Linked DNA regions of Mus musculus: region 1 is linked to region 2. A link is a contact called in public HiChIP or PLAC-seq data. All regions are on one chromosome and are shown on one strand. The core of a region is the stretch at or near the end of the contact, and the rest is flanking DNA. Distances in the headings are between cores, read along the strand shown. Region 1 overlaps Srgap1 (SLIT-ROBO Rho GTPase activating protein 1). Region 2 holds the start of D930020B18Rik (RIKEN cDNA D930020B18 gene).

What was found. HiChIP or PLAC-seq counts read pairs in DNA pulled down with a chosen protein or histone mark.
Region 1: a contact with region 2 is called in an HNF4G HiChIP or PLAC-seq map of pancreatic cancer cells. The contact joins the enhancer-like site here to the promoter of D930020B18Rik in region 2. A contact is called at or near these places in 2 of 39 promoter capture datasets (the 3T3-L1 cell line and the HPC-7 cell line), 3 of 115 datasets of contacts at active chromatin or transcription factors (bone marrow-derived macrophages, extraembryonic endoderm stem cells and pancreatic cancer cells) and 2 of 9 other capture datasets (embryonic stem cells and liver).

The regions. Positions count from the first base shown.
Region 1 is chr10:121,959,864-121,967,089 of GRCm38.p6, reverse strand. All of the region lies in intron 1 of Srgap1 (SLIT-ROBO Rho GTPase activating protein 1), which reads left to right. Among named protein-coding and RNA genes, the nearest start is that of Gm51787, 15 kb to the left of the region's middle. Within about 2 kb of position 5,764, at least 58 of the 459 cell types and tissues checked have an H3K27ac peak or open chromatin away from gene starts, as enhancers often do. A contact at or near this core is called in extraembryonic endoderm stem cells and pancreatic cancer cells, where this site is marked.
Region 2 is chr10:121,640,392-121,647,581 of GRCm38.p6, reverse strand. It overlaps D930020B18Rik (RIKEN cDNA D930020B18 gene), which reads right to left and starts at 5,881. Exons shown (of 13, transcript NM_177335.4): 1 at 5,513-5,881. The coding sequence starts at 5,764.

The DNA.
Region 1 (7,226 bases), core at 4,515-7,014, 320 kb before region 2:
GTTTGCTATAATCACCTTGATGGATATTTGACTGCAAATACCTGCTGTGTTCTTTTGCCCTGAGTTGTGTCACGGAATGGAGGTTTGTTATGAAGAGCAGAGTCAATCGGCACAGTGGGGAAGGTCCAAGTTCCATTTCTTCCTTATCCTGATGCGCTTGCTGCCACCCTCACATTGGCCTTAGTAATGTCTCTTTCGATGTGGCAATTCTTGCCTTTTGTATAGTTTTCTTACAGAGCCATTGGCCCACAGTAAATCCTATTCACAGTATGCGATCTGGTAAGTTCAGACGCATGTCTACCTCTGAGCCCACCTAGTGGGAAGGCTCCTACCTCATGATCTTTTGGAATCCTTTCCTTTATATTCCCCAGACCTGTCTTCCCAGGCAACCTTGATCTGCCTTCTTTCACTGTATCAGTTTGTATTTATTTCCTGAGGGTTAGAGAGAGAGAGAGAGAGAGAGAGAGAGAGAGAGAGACCATACAGTAGTTACCATCAGTGTCGGGGATGTGAGGGAGTGGGGGCTGAGGGAGGACAGGCACTTAGTAGGCCCATGACGATCTGATGGAATTGTTTGCACTTAGTAGGCCCATTACGATCTGATGGAATTGTTTGCAGTTTTTATGACTCCAAAGAAAGGTAGTATGGCCATCTCATGTGCACGCTGTGATGTAGAAAGCCTCTCTCATTTCTTTCAGATACCCAGGAGTGTAGCGGCTGAGCCACCAGGCTGGTTTAACTTTATAAGAATTTTCCAAGGTTTTTAAAGCAGTAGCATTTTTGCATCCTAACCGGAAGTCAGTGGTTACGTTTGTTCCACATCCTTAAGGCTTCAGCATGTTGGTTCCTTAACGTGCTAGCCAATGTTAAGGGTGACTGTGCCGTAGCAGCTCGTTGTGGCCTCACTTTGCCTATCCTTGCTCAAGGTCATTCCATTTTCTTCTTTTCCCTGAAACGCTTTAATGTTTCAGCTCTTATATTTAGTTCTGTGACCCACTTTTCAGTTAATTTTCATTTGTGATGTTCACTAAGGGTTTGCTTTTTTTTTTTTTAATGGACACAGGTACATGTTGTTCCGGACTACTTGTTTAAAAGGCCTTTCTCTATTTATTGAAGCTGTATTAAGAATAAATGGACTGTGCCTGGGACCGTTTCTCGACTCTTTTGCATTGCATGGATCTGTATATCTCTCTTCAGAGGACACCATACTTCATTGATTAGTTATGGCTTTATAATAATAAGTCGTGTGATAGGTAACATAAAATCCTTCAACTTTGTTTTTCAATATTTTTGGCTAGTTGAACTCCTTTAGCTTGTTGGTCTGGCATCTAGCTGACTGCTGACTAGAGGTGATGAGCAGTTGTAATCCCAAGGATAACGTTCTGTCGTTAGACTTAGCTGTCCATAATTCCCTTGCTGCCCATTGTGAGGTCACACAACTTTCCTTCCATTCTTGAGTACTCTGATTTTGTACTGAGTTTTGTCAAAAGTTTTTTTTTTTTTTTTGCACTTATTGAAATGATCTCATGGTTTTGTAGTTTATTCTGCAGACATGATTTCAGCAATATAAACAATATTTTCAACTGAAAAATACCACCTAGTCTCTCTTGTCCTAAGTTATCTAGTTCTTACAGGTCTTTATACTACAAAGTCAGCAACGGAGGAGACCCGGTCCCGTTTTCTCCTTTAGATCCCAGGGTCAGCACCCTCTCTGCCTTTCATCTTCTCAGGCCTAGTCTCCTTCCCTTCCTGTTGTGATCTGGGGAAAACTTCCCGGAAGACCATCTTTGACCTTGGTGTTTTTCTTCTTCCAGAGTCCATCCCTGACCCTTTCCTTCTTCCAAATAAGGCTCTTCTGCTCCATGTACAGATAATCAGTGTCTCCTGCAGACAAGCATCTGACACCCGGCCATCTTGTTAGATATGGATGGACAGTGGTATCCCATTGATAAGGTGGCACCTGGGCCTAATCTGAGTACATCCCCCTCCCCCTTCCCCATATCTGTGTTTTCCCACTTTGGGACTTGTATGTTTCATTTTTCAGTCCTCCTCTTATATTTCATATTGCCACAAGACTGTAAGTGGAGTCTGAGCGTGGGGGGGGGGGGAGGCAGGGGGCGGGTCACGATGATGGATGGAACCAGCATGCCCTCCCATAAATGGAAGGCGGTTCTCATGTATGGGTTGAATGAGTAGATAAACATAACCTATCCAGTTTCCCTAAATACATATTTCTTATCAGAGAATAGCAAAGGCCTTTGATTTGAGCAGAGGGTAATTTCTCACTTCTGCTTTTCCATATGTCCCTTACGTCTCAGGTTGGTGCTAGATATGGGCTTTTCATTTTTGAGCAGTTAGTTTCTAGGAAACCTTATACCAGATATCTTGATTTTAAAGAACAGTGCATATTCTAGAAATGGAATAGGTCAACATAAGGAATCATATGGCTTCGAGATACTTTTTCGATTTCTGAGTAGTCATAGTTACTGACAATTTTTTCTCTTGGCCATTACCAAGGCGAAATCCAAATAGTCTTTGGGCGTGGGGGCTAAGGGGGAATAAAGGCGGCTGCATTGGCACAGACGCTCCCTTCAGTCCGATACCAGTGGAACCTAATAGCCCTTGTTTTGAATTTCATAATTCTAGACGAGTTAAACTTGAACATGTATCCCCAAACAATGGTGCCTCTGTTTCCCACCCAAAGGCAGGGATTGTGTTGTGCCTAACTGGTTATCAGGCCGCAGGCTGCCGGTCTAAAGAGTGAACTTTGGCAGGGGGGACTTGGCTCTCAACCCTGTTTTGCAGCTGGCTAGAATGTGAATAGACTCGCTGAAAGAGAGACATATCTTCTCCAAGGAAGAGCGAAATAAAACCCCTCAACCTCATAAGCCTTGCTCCTTTCTGCCTGCCCCATTTACCCTTCTGGAAAACACCAAGTGTCAGAGACGCCATTAAATACTCGTATATGAAGAACGAAACCAGATTGATCTGCCCTCTGCCCCCAGTAACCCTAATCCTCTGAGATCTGTTCTTTGTCACCTCACTATATCTTAATACTGATTTTCCCCCCTAACTTCTCCCACTTTAAGGGATTGGGAGACTAGCGCAAGTCTTTTGCATTTTGTGTAAGTCAGCTCTCTATCTTTGGCTATTATTTGGATTCAGACATGCATAGTCCACCGTACACAGGTGGCCCCATGTCACCAGCACAAGGCCTGCTTCTGACTCTCTCCCAGGGGCTTCTGGGTAGACCCTTATCAAGTCTCTACAAAGGTTGCTTCCTTCTGTGTCTGCCCCTGACCTCCCTTCATCCCAGAGCATACCAACTTAACCAAAGTGAGTTTCCCTGCAATAAAAGCTCTCCGAGCCTTCGGACTATGCAGAACTGCTGGCATTCCACTAGGTAGCAGGGACATCCGAGGTATGAAGGAAGCCTTGACTGAGGCTGATAATTGCAAACAACGATCCATTCCAGAATGTTCCTTATGTAATGCCACTCCTTCCCCCTTCAAAGGAACAGCCTGCCTTCTCCACCCTCCCTCCATCTCTTCCTTCTGCAGCAGGTGTCTCACGTCCTGCTTGCTTCTCTACCCTGCCTGTGCTGCCTTTGCACTCAGCTTATAACATGGTAGTGAGTAGATCATCTTGTTTGTTGATTTGCTTAGATGAGCACCCAAAGACTGGAAGGGCCCAACCAAATTCTTACTCTATTTGGCTTTTGATTGGATTAGCACACAGTAGGTGTCTTTATTCATGTGTGCAGGTAGGACTAGTGGCCTCTATGACTAGATGGTCTAGTGACTTCATTCCCTTGGTTATTGAATTCAGAATGTGTTCCAGAAACCGTAGATCCAGAAAAACTAATGGTTATCGAAAGTTGGACAGCGTTCTTGCCGCTAATTTGCAACCACAAAGAATAAGAATTGTGGGGCCTGGAGAGATGACTCAGTGGTTAAGAGCAGTGGCTGCTCTCCTAGAGGACCTGGGTTTGATTCCCAGCACCCACATAGCAGGTCATAACTGTTTAACTCCTGTTCCAGGGGATCTGACACCCTGACACAGGCATACATGCAGGCAAAACTCCAATGTATATAAAATAAGAATAAATTATTTTTGTAAGGAAGAATAGCAGTTGTATATCTTACCAAAAAATAGCAACAACAACAACAAAAAAAAAATCTTAAAATTAAGCAGCAAAGAACTTTCTAAAGCGGATGTAGTTTTCCCACTTGAATCCCAGCATTTAGGAAGTAGACATGAAGAAGACGCAGGAGTTCTAGGCCAGCCTGGGCTACTTAGCAAAAATGCTGCCTCAAAAACCCAAAACCTTTACCTTTATTTTTTTCTAAGCAAGCTTCCTCTACTCTGGCTCTTGACTCTAGTTTCCTGTCTTTACTTCTTTCTAATCTAACTTCTAGAATATTTACATTGGTGGGACTAAGATAAACTCTAACATTACAGGCACTTTAGTTTCTCTGCATGCTACTAATTTTATGATATAAAGTCTCTTATTACCTGGAAAGAGACGGGCAAGACAGAGCCTGCTTCTCTGACTTAGTAACTGGGCTGCTTGTGTAACCACAGATTCCAGACAATGTTTCTCTCTTGGAAAGACACTTACTTGGTAGCTCTCCCACCTGTCCCTCCCTCCCCTCCCCTTCCCTTCCCTCCCTCCCTCCCTCCCTCACTTTCCTCAGTTATGTTTGATTTACCTGATTTTTTTTACACGTGAGGAATTGGGCTGGAGCAACATCTAACCTGTGACTCACGAAGAAAGTGACCTCATTAGCATCCGTGATTTATTGTCCTAGGGCAGGACAGTTTCAGGCCCTGTGGTTTCCTGACTCTGACTTCTCAGCCCCCTTCTGCTTCCTATGGCCCTGGTGAACCAAACTCAGATAAGGGTCTCTTTGCTATGCTTGCACACTGGCTTCCTAATGAGAATACAAAGAATCATTTGACGCTCCAAATGGAAGTTCAGTGGGCCACAAGCAGATAATTTGCATTGTGTGACCTTGAGGGTGGAAAATATATAGATTCAAGCTTCCAAAGAACTTTTGCTCAAGTATTGAGTCAAGCTAAATGAGGTGCTTAATGAAGTAAAGTTGCTAACATTAAAAAATTATAATCTCATTCCATCTTTAAAGCAACTTTGAAGGGAATTGTTATAACTATGTTGCAGATAAAAAAAACTAATCAAAGCAAAACAAAAACCCAGCTAACCAAACAAAAAACAACCAACCAAACACAAACAAGATATCCAGAAGGTCAGTAATTTCATCTGAAGTCATAAGATCACTAAGTGGCAAAGGTGGGGTACGGATCTCTGTGCTGCCCGAGCCTATATTCCTTCAAGTACATGAGATTGCCTAACAGTGTTGACAGTCTGTGGTCAGAAAGCAGAGAGAAGGATGCCACAGTCCATTAGTAATGTCTGCCACAGGGGTCAGGAGTCAGAAGGGAACCTCTCGGACAGACGTTGCCTATCGCCTCCTGATCCTTGAGAGGTTTTTTTTGTTTGTTTATCTGTCTGTCTGTCTGTCTGTTTGTGTTTTAAATCCACATAGAGACTAGAAGAAAAGCAAAAGGCCCACCCTTGATCAGTGAGGTTTAGCTCTGTTGTCTTTTGTGCCGGTTCTTGTTTAGTTCCTCCAAGAATGGAAAGTTCGTGATTCTATCATCTGAGAACACATAGCCTTAAGTAAAAGGGAACCCAGGGTTTCATTGCCAAGTCACTTCTGTCTGGCAGTAGCCATAAAATTGCTCACAACTGATTTTTCCGTTAGCCTTTCCAGCAGTAATTAATGTTGTCATGGACGCACTGAGGATGCTATCATTGGCTTGCTGCTAAGCCCTAAGGCATAGCAGAACAGCCTTGAAACTCTACGAATGTATGAAAGCAGTATATGTGTAATTATATACATTTAAATGTAACATGAGCCGTGGTGCTGAGTCTGAACCCAGGGGTCGTTCTGCTTAGCCATTTCTCCATCTCTGAGTTATATCCGTGTTTTCATGTCACTATCAACTCTGTTTTGCTCTGTAAGATATCGTAGGAATGCTTTCTCCTATGTTGCAGACATATCCTTTCAAGGCACACCTTTTTCATCTATCAGTGTGAATGTTTCTTACAGAATTTTGTAGAAAACAGTTTCCCATTTCATTCAACGTGGATTGAGAGGGGTTTTTTTGGTTGTTGGTTTTTTTGTTTTTGTTTTTGTTTTTGTTTTTTAGGTAATTACTATTCAGGAGGGAGGAGAAGATACAATTTTATTCATCTCTAATAAAATACATTTCAGAGTCAGTTTCTTTGACACTTTGCCCAGTTTTGATGGGATTCCCCATGGCTGTCTTGTTACATTTTTTTTTTTTTAAAGTAACCTTCAGGGTTAAAGGAGGTGAGTGGACCTGACAGGACTCAGAATCCTGCCAGTCCAGTTGGAGCTCAGCTGTGCTGCTTCCTAGTGTGGGACTTGAATAGGTTGCTTCTTCTCATGAAATCTTAAACGTGTGTGGGAACTGCCTTCAATATCCTTTTAAGAGTGAGTCAGGTAATACATTTGCCCAGGAGCTATCAACCAGGTTTCAATCCCTAGGATGATAAAAACAAAAAGACCAAATAAATAAGCAAAGAAAAAGTGGATTGGGTTCACCAAGTGTCAACAAATACTAATACCTTTTCTTTCTCTCTTTCAGTTTAATTTTTTTTAACATTAAAAAAATGATTTTGTGGGGCTGGAGAAATGTTTAAGAGCTGTTCTCCCAGAGGACCTGGGTTCAATTCCCAGCACCTACATGGCGGCTCACAACTGTCTGTAACTCCAGTTCCAGGGGATCTGATGCCCCCTTACACACAGCCATCAGGATTTATTTCTCATATGATTATGAGAAAAAAATAAATCATTAAAAGATGATTTTGTGTTGGAGAGAGGGGTCAAAGGTTAAGAACCCGTGTTGCTTCTGCACCAGGCCTAAGTTCAGTTCCCAGCATCCATGTCATATGACTGGCAACCAGCCACCTGGAACTCCCATGCCAGGGGATCTGATGCCCTCTTCTGTGCTCTGAGAGTGCTTGCACGAGTGCGCAACACACACACACATTTAATTAATTAATTAATTAATTAATTGAACTATATTTTTCCTTTTTCCTTCATTTAAAAGAAGTTTTAACTGGGAAGATACAATTGCTCATACTGGGGTTAGGGAGAAAGCTCAGTGGTTCAAAT
Region 2 (7,190 bases), core at 4,632-7,131:
CAGAAACCTGGGGCCCAGACATATCAAGGCTAGTTTGCTCTGCGGCTTACACAAGTCCAGTGACCGAGAACAAAGGCAGAAATGGAACCCGAGACAAGTGAAAGTTAACTAACCAGAAGACAAGCTTGTAGGGTAAGATGAGAAGTCTGAGGCCAGAGAACAGGACGGTGAAGAAACAGCCCCAGAAAGAGGACTTGCACCCTGGTAGGAAAGGGCATGAGTTTAGCCTTCAGGAAAGGGAAGGCTGGTTCCAAGCTGCCCACAGTGACATAATGTAATTCAGTGACAACCATGACACAAGTCAGAGGGTGACCACACAGAAAACAAGAAATTAGGGAGCATGAAATTCTTAAAGAATGAATAAAAGTATTAAATTCTTAAAATTTAGAAAACTCCATCCTGGTGTGGTGGTGCGTACCTATGCACTTGGGAGACAGAGGCAGGTAGAGCTCTGGAATCGAAGGCCAGCCTACAATAGCAAATCCTACACAGCAAGTTCCAGGGCTACTTAGTATCCACAACATTGGAATTTCAGTTTCTTTTAAAAACTCAAAAATGTTATAAGAACATGTTTTCGTTTTAATCCCAGGTGTGGGACATGGGGTGGCTTCAGATCGTTCAGAGCAGCTGACTGATTTGTCACGTGCTATAGCAGGGACATGATTTTGCCAGCTGCAGATAGTTTCTGCAAGTGTGTGGTGTTTGGGGACTTTTCAGGGTATACATAAACGCTAGGACCCTGGGGAGCTAGGGATTGGCTGGTTGGGTGATTGGTTGCTGGTCGTTGCTGACTGGTTGTTGTTTGCAGTTTGTTTGTTTGCTTGTTGGTTTTTTAAGATTTATTTATTGTAATATATAAGTACACCATAGCTGACTTCAGACACACCAGAAGAAGGCATCAGATCTCATTATGGATGGTTGTGAGCCACCATGTGGTTGCTGGGAATTGAACTCAGGAAGAGCAGTCAGTGCTCTTAACTGCTGAGCCATCTCTCCAGCTGCAGGTTGCAGTTTGTTAACTAGTCATTCACAAAGAAGAAACAAGAAGAGGAAATTCGATGCCCTGACAGGGAAGATAAAACTTGCCCCAAGGAACTGATCCTCATAATCAGCAGGAAGAGATCTAATGATAACGTCGCCCCCTTTCCGACCCCTGACTTTATTCTTTCTCCTTTCGTCTGTATCCTTTCTTCCTCTTATCTCATGTTAGCCGGTTAAAGGGTAGAGAAGGGTGGAAAAAAGAACCCCCAAAGTAGCAAAGACCAGCTACAAGACCCTTTCTTTTGAAAAAAAAAATTTTTTTTCTTTTGGAGAAAATTCTATGCATTATATATTAGCAAGTCACACTGGTAACAAGTAAGGTGACTCCGTGATGACCAATTTTTCATACAACTGATGCTAGGAACTGGGAGCTAGGAAATGGCACAGAGGTTAAGAGTGCACAGGGGTCCAAGCTAAGTTCCCAGCACCCACGCTGGGCAGCTCAGAACCACCTCTAACTCCAGCTCCAGCAGGATCCAATGCCTCTGGCCACCGCAGGCACCTGCACTCACGTGCACACATACACGGAATTAAAAATAAGATAAATCTTTTTTAAAGATTTTATTTATTTATTTATTTATTTATTCTTTTTCTGGTTTTTTCGAGACAGGGTTTCTCTGTATAGCCCTGGCTGTCCTGTAACTCACTCTGTAGACCAGGCTGGCCTCAAACTCAGAAATCTGCCTGCCTCTGCCTCCCGAGTACTGGGATTAACGGTGTGTGCCACCATCGCCCAACATTTATTTTTTATATATATGACGAGTATACTGTAACTGTCTCCAGAGATACCAGAAGAAAGCATCAGATCCCATTACAAATGGTTGTGAGCCACCATGTGGTTGCTGGGAATTGAACTCAGGACCTCTGGAAGAACAGTCAATGCTCTTAACCACTGAGCCATCTCTCCAGCCCAAAAATGAGATAACTCTTAAGGGGGAAACTTACAGAGTCGAGTGTAAGCCCCTGGACTATCATAATCCTAGAACAGTTTTATAAAATCCCAGAGAAGGAGACTGGGGCATTCGTGCTTGGCATGATATTTCTCATGCGGAATAATCTCAACAGCTCCCCCACTGGAAACGCTGTGTGCCCGTTGTAACACACTGCCACAGCCCCCCTGGCATTTAGCAACAAGGATTTACTTTCCTTAGGCTGTGGAGGTGAGAAGTCCAGTCGGAAGGCCTGGCCTTGGGGGATCAGTGGGAGGGAGCTCAGTGGACCAGCCCTTGCCTGAGATATACAAGGCCTGCATCTCAGTTCCCAGCAATGCAAAACAAAAACAGACACAGGAGAGGGTGTTGCTGAGCTCAGCCAGAACAGCTCCTGGAGGCTCCCTAGGAAAGTCTGTCTCCTTGACAGCTCCAGCACCTGGATGCTGCCTTCCTTTCTCTTGCTCCAGACTCCTGCTTCCTTTGACACTAACAATGGCTGGCTCCGTCTTTCTCATGCTGCCTCTTCGTATTTTACTTGCCCTGGGCCTACCAGGATACTTCTAATTAATTCAATTTTACTTATTTACTTTTTAAAGAAGTGATTTGGTTTAATTATGTGTATATGTAGGAGGAAGGGTATGTGAATGTGAATGTAGGTACCAAGGAAGACAGGCTTCATGTCCCCTGGTGCTGGAGTTACAGGAGGCTGTGAACCACGGGATGTGGGTGTTGGGACCTGAACTTGGGTCCCTCTGTAAGCACTCTGAACTGATGAGCCACCTCTACAGCCCCTGTTTATTAACGTTTTCAGTGGGGTCTATGTAGCCCAGGCTGGCCCTAAACTCATGTCCTCTGCCTCTACCTCTTGAGAGCTGGGATGAAGACATGGGCCACCAGGCCCAGTTCAGATGCCTCCTTTACTTAAGTCCATTAAGTGGCATTCGTAATTTCCCTTGTGATATAACATAGTCACAAGTTCCAGGGGTTTGGAGCCTTCCAAAGCTAACCTACATTTTGCAAGATGGACCATAAACCTAGTAACAATATTTAAATCTTATATTTGTGCAGAACATTTATAGATGTTACATATTCTTCTCGTGTTGTTTGTTTGTTTGTTTGGGGGGAGTTGTTTCGTTTTGTTTGCAAACAGGAGGTTGAATTTAGTCATCATGCATTAATATTCTTCTGCATATTCAACAGATAGGTGTTGGTGGTGCACACCTTTAGTCCCAGCACTCAGGAGGCAGAGGCAGGCGGATCTCTGAGTTAGAGGCCAGCCTGGTCTACAGCGTGAGTTCCAGGACAGCCAGGGCTATACAGAGAAACTTATCTCAAAAACAAAAACAGCTGAATGGAAAAGTATTGGCTCAGGACCCCCAAGACCAAGTTCTCGGCACAAAAGAGATTTGTCCCAGAGGGACAGAGGGTGGGGATAAGGAACAGAGATAGGTGATGGAGGAAGAGGGGAAAGACCAAAGGGGGGGGGCAGGCAAGGGAAAGGGGAAGGGGTATTTGTCCCAGAGTGGGGCAAAGGACTGCCTCTGGATGGAGGGGAGAGAGGTGTGGCCCAAGGGCAAACGGTGGTTTATAAGATAAAATAGGGAACCCCATGTTAGGATAAGGTATTTCATTTTAATTGAGCATGTTAATTAGGTGAGCCAAAGGGGGCTTTTGATTGCTGGACTTCAATACTTTAATTTAGCTGGACCTTGGTAGTCAGCCTCAGGAGGAGGAATTGGCCAAATAGGGAAGTGACGTTGGGAGTTTAGGAATGTAATCTAATGTTTTGTTGTTGTTGTGGTGGTGGTGGTGGTTGTTTTCGTTTTTGTTTTTTGTTTTGTTTTTTGCCAGGCAGAGGGAATGGGGGAGAAGGGCAAAGCCTGCCAGAGCCATGCTTGCCACACACAGGCTGGCCAGAGTCTCTTCAACAACAAAAAACTCTCCTGAATTCCTGAAAGGCAAATCCGTCCATAAAGCATGAGAAGTTATAGAGCTTCTTTTCACAGAGTTGATTCTGGGTTTCTGGACCCTAAGGAATATTACTGTGCTGCTCGCTTTCTCTCTCTCTCTCTCTCTCTCTCTCTCTCTCTCTCTCTGACACCTTAAAGTAGTATATACAGCTACCAACAGACTGTGTCTGTTGGGGAAGAATAGCAATATCAAAAAATCATCACAGTTTTGTCGAAACAACAAATATTTTCACTAAAGACGCTAAAAATGCTGGGTGCAAAAAAGCTTTCTAGCACATTTGCTCAGACTGCAAGGCCGTACGCTGGTAGAGCACTTATCTAGCACAAGGTTCTGGGATACACATGCACACACTGCAGTTTATTTATATGGCAATTTATTTCTAATTAGTTCAAAAGAGTGGAAATAATGTCAAGGATTTACTTCTTTTACTCAAAGAAAAAAGAAAGGAGAGGAAAGGGAAGGAAAAGAGAGCAGGCCAGCTGGCTCAGCAGCTCAGAGAGCTGCTTGCTTAATGCCAAGCCTCAACACCTGTGTTCAAGTTCCAAGACCCACAAACTGAGAGAACTGACTTACACAAACTCCTCAGACCTCCACATTCTCACCATGACACACACACGCACACACACACTCACAAATATACACGTGCACACAAAATAAAAAGTGTAATAAAAGTTTCAAAGAAACAAAGGTAGCCACAGCCGACATCTGAGTAGAATTTAAAAAGAAAATTATTTAATTGTATTATTTTCTTATAAATGTGTTAAAGCCAAGTTACTGTTCTGTGGGCAAAACAGCTTCATCAACAGCCTTGCCAACTACTCCCATGGGGACACAGACTTAGGCAAGCGAGAGTAAAGGCTAGACACAAGTCCCAGAGGAACTAGGAACACCTGGAAAGCAGCTCAGACAAAGAGACCTGGAGGCAATCAATAAAAGGAGAAACAGGAGAGGAGGCTGTGCCTCCAATCAGCTGCTGCGTCTTAAAGTCAATCTATTCCCAGAGGAGAGGGAAACAGTGGCTACTCTAAAACCCAGGGCAAGACTGTATCTCTTGAGACTCAGTCCTGAGGACACTCCTTCCAGGAAGCTTCCCCACTCCGTTTGAATTAAGTGGCCAGCCTGAAAGACGCACGGATCCTGTGCACATCACGCAAATTATTCGCTCACGCACTTTTTCTGGACCAGTCACGTGTGGACTACACATGAGCGGCAAGAAAGTAAACAAAGCGTGGCGGCGCTGGCTTGCACAGGTGTGGTCTCCCGTTCCTGCAGAAGAGGTGCAGCACGGTACCCGCACGGAGTAGGTGCTTAATGAACAAGAGGCTTGTCACTATAGCGAGACTGGTTGTCAAACCTGTTGCCCAATTTGGGAGCAGAGGGTTTTCAGGAGGAGAACGGGAGAACTTGTTTATTTGAAATTCTACATCAAACCCCAGCTTTTCCACGCAGCTGCTTTCACTGACAAGAGATGAAGTCCGGGGCGGGATGGGGAAGGTGTTCCTCCTTTCTCCAGCGCCAGAGGGGGATGCGAGAGTTTAGGAAGGAGCCTGCCCGCCCGCAATCCTCACCAGGTCAATGGCCACGACGTCCCGCAAAGCCACTACCCGCCGGATGGACTTGGGCGGGTTCTCGGTCAGGTAGATGAGCCGGTCGCTGAGCACCACGTACTTGAACGTGTGCTTCTCGGCGTCCGACACCACGATGCACGGCTCGTAGGCGCGGACCGCGTCGTACACCTCCGGAGGCAGGTGCCGCCGCAAGAACGCGTCCAGACGGCTGTTCGTGCGCCCGGGGAAGCCGGATCGCGCGGGGCTTGCCATGCGACACCCGCGACCAGGCAGAGTATCCTGGGTGGCTGCGACTCCACGACACCCAGTGGAACCCGCGCGCGCCACAAAGCCGCGCGCCTGCCGCCTCTGCCACCAGCGCGTCCCGGTGCCCGGAGCCGGACCTTGCTTCAGGAACCAGCTCCGGAGTCGTGTTCCCCGAGCCCCCTGCCCCGCCCGGTCCCGCCCCTAAACTTCGTCCTCACCTACACAGCGATGGGCGGAGCAAGACTAAAGTGTTGATTGACAAGGAGAAGTACTCAAGGGTCTGGGAAGAAATACGGCCCCTTTTCAGCTACTGAGCCACATGGTCACATTAAAAACTCCACTGATAACGGAGGCCGGTTTGAATCTGATTTCCTGTTAAAGAGAAACTTGAAACCGATGGGATTTTGCGGAGTTGAGAATCCTATAATTACCATAACACTGCCTGCTGTGACTTTCAAGCTTTGTCTTAGAGGCAGGAGTCTCCAAAGACCCTTACAAACTGTTTTGGTAACTCAAGCCATACAAGCCGTGCGTCTGTGTCCCCGATGCCTAGAACGATGCGGAAAATGAATGCCAGGTGGAAGGGCCCTCTGGAAGCCGATGGGTTGAAGGATGTGATTATGTAACCTTAGAGATGCAGAGCAATAAAGGGGTTGCTTCACGTTTGCGAGCTGGCCAGGAATAACGCTGTATGTTAGGTTGGCGTGCTAGGAAGCACAATAGAAACTTGCCCTAGGTGTGCGCTTCCATTTTTATTTCAAACCCCGGAAAACCCATCTTTCTCCCCCTTCCCACTCATAGAAAGACCCGAGGATGGAGCTGGCCCACATTTGTAGGTCCAGGATTCCAGAGACAGGCCTGAGGACAAGCCATAAACTGGAGGTCTACCTTTGTTAATCTAGTGAGTTCTGGGATGCACGGCAAAACCCTGTCTCAAAAGTAAATTCATGGAGATGATACAATGAAACTATATTATTCCTCTATTTGCTAACAGACCTCAATAAAGTCTGATGTTCCTTACGGTGATTTATAGTCTCCCTTTTCATACTTTACTATTATGAGCTGAATATTGTAAACAATTCCAAATTCATCATGGGAGAAGAGCATAGATGTGTCTCAGTATACAACCAGATATGGTGAACAACTCACCACAGCAGGGAAAGAGTAAGTCATTGTTTCTTTTCTTAGCATGTAATTGCTCGGAGTGGGGAGGAAGTGCCACCTGCTGGCAGAATCTCAAATTCTGTGTGGCCTAGCACTCAGTGTCCCCAGAATCTGCTCTGTCTGACTCCTCAGCCGATAGATAAAAATTGACTCTCACCATGGTTACAAGCTTTGCTGGTAAAGGACCTTTGCCACTTTAAGCCAATAGAAAGGCAAGGACCCTCAACTCTGCCTGATAGTTACCCTCACAGCAGCTCAGTGACAAATA